Regions from separate parts of the Triticum aestivum genome. Here region 1 is linked to region 2. A link is a contact called in public HiCAR-type data. All regions are on one chromosome and are shown on one strand. Each heading gives the region's core, a stretch centred on a gene start, on an enhancer-like site or on the middle of the called end of the contact. The rest is flanking DNA. Distances are from core to core; before and after follow the strand shown.

Evidence for each region. HiCAR-type assays count read pairs that join an accessible place to other places.
Region 1: a HiCAR-type map of leaf shows a contact between it and region 2, with 4 times the contacts expected there. The contact joins the promoter of LOC123046738 here to the promoter of LOC123046736 in region 2. A contact is called at or near these places in 1 of 5 Hi-C or Micro-C datasets (leaf) and 1 of 1 datasets of contacts at active chromatin or transcription factors (leaf).

The regions. Positions count from the first base shown.
Region 1 is chr2B:690,083,748-690,087,461 of IWGSC CS RefSeq v2.1, forward strand. LOC123046738 (probable receptor-like protein kinase At1g30570) reads right to left here and starts at 1,696. Exons shown (of 1, transcript XM_044470162.1): 1 at 1-1,696. The coding sequence starts at 1,325.
Region 2 is chr2B:689,603,974-689,607,658 of IWGSC CS RefSeq v2.1, forward strand. LOC123046736 (F-box/kelch-repeat protein At5g60570) reads left to right here and starts at 1,554. Exons shown (of 3, transcript XM_044470159.1): 1 at 1,554-1,706; 2 at 1,845-1,939; 3 at 3,009-3,685. The coding sequence starts at 3,073.

The DNA.
Region 1 (3,714 bases), core at 446-2,945, 480 kb after region 2:
GCCACAAAAGCGGCTGAGCCAATACCAACTTCTTCCCATAAACCTAACCTGCTCCGACCCTTGGAACGGCCCCTTTTGTTGCCCATATCAATATGACCAAGCACATAGTCAAGGTTGCCACTCCTGCTGATCTTGAATATCTCCAAACCATTGAGAAGTGCATCCGTGCCTGAAGCACTGGTCATGGAGTCCGGGCCTAGCTGAAGCCAGAGTGAGTCTACCTGTTGCGGCAAGCTGTCAAAGTAGTCCTCATGATATGCCTTGTTAATTCCTCCAGCCTTGTCATACACATCGTAGTTCTCAGCAGCTGTCTTGTTGTTGATGTAGATCTTGAAGATCCTCTGGCTGGGCTTGTCATAGACAAGCTCGCAAAAATGAAGACGGACCATGTAATCGAAATTGGGATGGACAACGAACCGCCATGTCACATTGAACCGTTTGTCCATGACCATGTTGTTGCCCATGATTCTTGCAGTCTCATAGACACCGATGGGAGCAATTGAGGAGTCGCCGCTTGAGACATACTTTATGGCTGACGTATTGGACACGGTCAAAGCAGCATTCGCAGAAAACATGAAGGCTTCATCAGTGTACCATGGTCTATAAAGATACTGATCATGTGAAGATGCAAGTGCAGGCCCTCCAATGTTGAGCCTATACATGGTCTCAATAGCTCGGCCGCTTAATTCAGGAGGAATGTGCACATCCACACCACCAACTTTGTTCACTGTGCTGTTGAAGGAATTATCTGGAGTGAGCATCACCTCGATCGCATTAACAAATGCAAATGAACCGGGCCTTGGATCAAACTCGATCTGCAGGCGAGAACTATTGACTGCAAGAAAGTACTCCTTGACAACCGCAGTGGCGGCTGAATTGCTCACTGAATTTCTCCAAACAATCTCCTCCGAAACGTTAAACTTCGACACCAGCTTGAACTCATTGGCGACGACATCAAACACTGAACCATTTGCACTGAAATTCCCGAATGCGGACGGGAAGAAATGCAGCCTGACACAGTAGTTCCCCGGCAGCACGCTGATGTCATACCAAGATGTCGTGGTAAAGAAGCGCGCCGAGCGGTACACCGGTGCCATGATTTCACTCCCATTGGTGCTCCCGGCCAAGAGAGCAGCAATCCCCGGGCTGCTCAGAGTGAAATTCAGGTCAGGGGCCATGTCGCCGATCCATCTCCGGCCATCGGCATCGGCGGTGGCGTTGGAGCCGCAGCTCAGAAACAGCTCCCTCCCATGAGCCTTCAAGAACTGCAGGTTGGCGAACACGATGCTCACAGAAGCCAGCACGAGTATCCTCATCCGGAGCATCGCTCACAGGTCCGGCAGGGGCGGATCTAGACGGTCCGCCGGCCGGGTGTGCGCCGGCACACCCGAAATCTCGTGGAACTCAGCTGGGCTTAACTGGTCACCGGAAGGCAAGGAGCCCACCAATGGCCAAGACTGCGGGCGGGGCCGAGACGCCGACGAGTGAGGTAGAATGGGAACGGCGATGGCGGCGACGCTCGTGAGGGGCGGAGGAGCTGGGGCCGGCGACGCCGAGCTACGGCAGGGCCGCAGCTACAGGGCACGGTGGATGGAGGTGGTGGGCTGCTAGTGGAGGGATTTCAGGGCCGCATTGGATTGAGGGGAGCTTGAGCTTGCGTGGGTAGGTCGGGAGGACTCGGGAGAGGGAGGGGGAAGGGGAGGGAGGGAGGGGAAGAGGAAGAAGACCGGAAGAGGGAAGAAAGGGACAGTGGACTGTAGAGGGAGGAGGGGTTGGATCTCAGATTCTCCACACTGTAGACTGAGAAAAGAAAAGAAACCATCATTGCAAAGTTTTTTCTCCTTTTAGAGCAATCATTTTTCTACAGGGCATGTATAAATTTGTTTTTTCAAGAAACTTGCACCGTTGCATTTCTGAATATAATGGTTAGACGAAAGTATTATTCCAGCATCTCAGTCAAGTCGGTGCACCCTCCGGTGCTAGGATGACACTGGTGAGAAATAATGGAGATTTTAGTCTTATTTTTGTGGCTCTTTCAGTGGCGACGGTTTCTTTTCTAAGATGTTACGGTTGCCTTGATGACTTTTCGTCTACGATCAACAATGATAGACCGGCTCCGGCGATGGTGCGGCAATGCGACGGCGCCTCACGGGCCCTTTTTGTAGGATATTGACGGTCGACAATAGGGGACTGAAATGTAACTTTTTAATTACTGAGAGGCGCTTGTACTATTGGTTTGATTAATAGATTTGACATTTTCTCTAAATGACAAAAAAGTTTTAGTGAATTTAACAATAGTCCTCTAGAGTAGCTAACTACTAGGTTACTCAATATTCAGCTCGGGAGGCGCTGCGACCGCAAACCGAGCCTCGTAAACAGACAAACAAACTTGTGTCTCAAGTCTTTAGCCAAGCCAATAAGACACCAGAAGTTAACTTGCCGAGCTAGAAATGACTTATCAGAACCTGTTTACACTAGCTACATCCAAAGCAAAGCTACTAGTTTGGTCCTTGGAAGTCAACAATTATCCCCCAAGAAATGCAAAACGCCCCCACAAAAACAAAAGCCGAGCCAAACGGTTGCTTTTCTCCCTGAAAAGTGGGGGCCGGAGTGAGTGGCGAGGAACTGAGAATCCAGTCACATTCCACCCATCGCCATTGGGCGCCTGTGGGTGCCGTGACCGACTGCGAGGGTGGTGATGGTGGTGGGTCACATGATGCATGGAGCAACACATGGCCATGTTCCCAGCCTCCGCGGCCGCTGCTCATCAGATAACACCAATGATAACGCCCTTGCCCTAATTAGGTTTCCATCATCCTTGGCATGATTGCCTGAATGATTCCCCCCCCCCCCCCCTTGTCTCCGTCGTGCGCCTAGCAAAATCAGTACGCAGATGTTTCTTCCGGGCACACACGACACACCATGCGTGTCAGCACCAACCGTTCAGTTAGGGCATGTACAATGCATAGCCTCAAGGTGATGCCTCGCATGCCATGTAGGATCGGATATGACGTAAAGTAGATTCGGATAGGGAAGCGGGTGCTTGAAGAGAAAAAATGTGGTCCGGTGACAAAAGCTGAAAAGGTTGAAGTGAAAAGTAGAGATGCATGTGTACTAGAGTCTTTATTTTCTATTTCCTAATGAGGCCCACTAGTGATAACTTGCATTGGAGAGAAAAAATAAATATAGACGCCTTAAATTACTTTTTGTTATGAGGCATATGTATCCATATGCCACCATTGTACATGCCCTTATGCACCAACATTTATCGGTGCGTTGGACTGTCATCGGCTGATTCCGATGGCTCGAAAAAAGTCGGGCTTCATTTCGGTTTGATTGATGGAAAAGGTAGACAAATATTAGTTGATGTCACAACGAAAAAAAAGTGTTTGCGTGAATGTGGAGACGCCGACGCATAGCGTAGAGATAGTCGCAAGACTTGGCAACCCCTGTATTTATTATAGGAATCGTCAGAGCAAAAAGTCTACACCATTTTCATCTTAAAAATGAAAAGACATAACGACTGGCAAACTCTTCAGATCACATCGAGCAAATGATGCAGCAATACACTGAATACTAAGAGAAGAAAAATAATTTTGGTCAAAGGTAGGAAGGAGGGAGGAAGCTGCCTGCCTGCCTGCCTGGGCAAGAACGAACAAACAATGAAACAAAGCCTTGTCGCAGTTTCTCAGTTCCTGCTGATGATAAGCCTGC
Region 2 (3,685 bases), core at 304-2,803:
GCGATATGCAGTGCAGGGTTTGCTTAATCTCGTGATGTTTTAACGGCATCAATGGTCCGTCTGGGTAATGCGTTCTCTGGCTCGGCGATCATCCCTTAATTACTGGCAGTACTTCCTAGTACTACACATTATCTGTCTGTGTATGCCATGACGTCATCAAAAGGCAGCCGCGGCGCGCGCTGCCACTGCCGGCCTGGTGGCCTTTGCGAAACGACGGGGCAAAAATCGTGGGGAGGGGTCAGGTCAGGTCAAGCGGAGCTGCAGTAACTTTGCCCGGCGGTCAAACGCGACGGCCTAATTAAAAAAATTACCCTATCTACTACCTAAAGGGGGCGTGGCCACTTGCGAGCAGGCACTGTGTTTGACGAGGCCGCCAATGGCGCGTAACTTTCCCGTTTACCGGTGAGGAGGGTGGTGAGGTGACTTTACTTACCCCAGCCGCCCCCCTGCTCCGCGAGAGGACAGCCGTCCTTATCCGGATCGCGCAGCCTGGCTGGCCGGCGGCCGAGTAAAATACGTGCCAGTTGCCACCCTAGCTGACACTAAAATACTCCTACATTTCCTTATCTGTGCACTGCTGAGCGCCACCATTTTCGGTGCCAACGCAGTGCTAAAAAAATATTACCAGGCACCTTACCGAAGCAAACAAAAAAAAAAGGTTTTGTCCTAGTGATGGTGTGCGTCACGTATTTTGTCGTCCAACGGTAAGTTTCATTGGCCCTGGCCCTTTTCTTTTCCGTAGTGGGCTGACACGGAGAAATGATGAGAAATAAGCCGGGGATAATGCGCCGTCCTTTTCACCCTGTCGCTGCGCTGGGTTCAACGTGCGTGAAAACCGGTCGTGCGTGGCCTACCTACATGCCTGGGGGTAGGGAGGGGTGGGGGTGGGTAGCTTTCGGGCCTCGAGATTCTTTTCACCGTGGACGTCGACCCATCCATCCGTCCATCCGTCTATCCGCCCGCCCCCTTCCTCGCCCTGAGCCCGAGAGAGGCAAGTACACTGTGCCGAAAACATTCCATTATAGCAAAAGGGGGAGCGGCAGGCGGAAAAGAGCGAGCGCGCCCGCCCGCCCGAGCCTCAGCCCGAGGGCGGGCGGCCGGGCGGATCAGACCAGATCTGCAGAGCGGCGGTGGTACTTGCTGTGTGCAGGGCTGGCTCGCCATGCGTGCGCCTCTGAGCGTGGTGACCGCGTCCACATTCCCCCCATCCGCCCCCAGATCTCGGCCATTATCGACAAATTTTGCCATGTAATAAAATCTTGCTCTAACTTTTTTTACTTTTCATGATTTTTTACCTCCTCGTGTGGGAGGAGGGAATTTTTCTTTTAAAGAAAAATCTTCGTTGGGCGGTTTCGAGATAACAGTGGGATTAAGGCGTGGCGACCGAGGGCGGTAAAGGTTAAAAACGAGTACACCGCACCCACTGCGTGACAGATGGCGGCCAAAGTGAAAAAACAAAGCTTGCAATTAATCCATTGGCACTTCGGCCTTGGGGCACATCACATGGGCGTATATATATCGCCTTTCCCCCAGCCACACCCGCTTCCAAATCTCTTGGCTCCCCATGCTCTCCCCGTCTCACTGACGGTGGTCCCCACCGCCTCCCCCCCTCCCCCCGCCCCGCCCATATCTCGTCGGCGACCCGCGCCCCCTCCCCTCTCCGCCCCACACACGTCTCCGGCGGCGAGGGCACCCGGCCGTCTCCGGTGAGCCTCTCCCTCCTCTTCCTCCCCCCGTTTCCTGGCCGCGGCGCGCTCCGGGCGTGCGGGCTCGTTTGGTTGGCGGTGCCGGCCGCAGTTAGTCGCAGAGTCGTAACCGCTTTTGCCTTGTGGCCGTGCTCGTAGGTGTTCTGGGAGCCGCTCGTGGCTGGCGCCGGGATGGAGCCGGTCGGGGCGCGCCGGTCGCCCGGATCTCGCCGTCGGTGCGTCGTCTCCCTCAGGTGAGGACTCGGCCCTGTTTCTCCCGTCTCCCTTTCCTCTGTTTGCGCTGTGAAGGAAGGTGGGCGGAGTGATCTGCTTTTTTTTTCTTTCTTTTGGGGGGACTTTACCAACTGAAGTGCCATGACTCGTCCAGTGATGAGTGACATTGTACCCAAGGAACTTAAATTCCGTTTTGTCTGACGGTGACAGTGGCTGCTGAATTGGTTGGGGAAATGTCTTTGTCACCTTTCCTGTTAGTGATGTGAGATGGTTCCGAACGACAGAATGTGTGGTTTTTACATCGTTTTCATGGCTCGAACGGCCACCGGACGTGTGCTCCGTTTTACTGGTGCATCGATTGGTTTGCGGTGGGCATAGGAAGGTGTTTTAGCCGGGTTTATCCTGTAAATCTGGGATTATTTTCTAGTTTCAGTCTTTCTCCATGTTCTTTCGGCGAAGCTAAGAATCAGTTTGCGTGTTCTATGTGAATCTGTTGTAAAATCGGACCGTTAATTTTGGACTGTTTCTCATGCCTTGGATCTAGAACTGACGGATAGTAGGTATAATGTGCTACCAGGTTGTATGCTACGGCGATTTTGTTGTGCAGCTTGTTGAGATTTCATATTTCGTGGCCTTTGTCTTCGTGCATTAAAGGATGTTAGTACAATGTTTACGGCATTCATTTATTGAAGCAAATAGTAACTAATTGTCATGGGCTTTTTTTTATTGTGGAGCTCCATGACCATGAGCTTTTTTGGTCGATTGGCTGTCCGAGTTCCTGAAGAACAAATCATACGGCCATTGTCTTGTTGATTGATGCAGTTTCTCACCTTTTCGCTGCTGATGTTCAGTTCCTTGCTTGATTCTGGATACTGTTAAGTTGTAATAAAATTATCGAAGTATTTTCTGTGCAAATAGTCAGCAACAAGAGTTAACGTTCCTGTATGAATCTGATGTTGAACTCTGTACCGGTCGCTGTGGTGAAAGTATACATATTGTCTGCTGTTTTTCTTTTTGATCGAGAATATTTGTGAAACGTTTCAAATAACCTTGTGATTGTTTTGATCTTCATCTCAATATATTTTCCAGGGGCAGCCTTTGAACCTCTGAACTTTTGTGTCCTTGGGTCTGCGGTGATAAGTCAGAGAAAACAATGGAAGATTTACAAGATTGCAACTCCAAAAGCCTTGTTGCTGTTCCTGGTTCTCTGGTTCTGCACCTCTTCAGGCTGTTAGGTCAGCAGGATAATTCCTGGCAGAAGTACGCCTTGGCTTACTTTCTTCTGGTCAGGAATGAGTACTTCCCGAGGGAGCCAAGGAAACACTCAGCTGTGAATGTGCAACTTGTTCCCTGCTGTGACAGTTCAGATTTGGGCAGTAATGAACTGGAAGTGGAGAAGCAGAATGCTGTTGTCAAGAGCCAATCAGGAGGTGATTCCAGTTCCAATGGATCAAATGATTGTTTCCTTCCAGGCCTTCATGATGATCTGGCTCAAGACTGCCTTGCCTGGACAAGCAGATCAGACTATCCCTCACTCTCTTGTCTGAACAAGAAATTCAATACATTGGTTAACGGTGGATATCTGTACAAGCTGCGGAGGAAATATGGCATTGTTGAGCATTGGGTGTATCTGGCCTGTAGCGCTATGCCCTGGGAAGCATTCGATCCGTCGCGAAACCGATGGATGAGGCTCCCAAGAATGCCATGTGATGACTGCTTCTCCTGTGCGGACAAGGAGTCACTTGCTGTTGGGACACAGCTGCTTG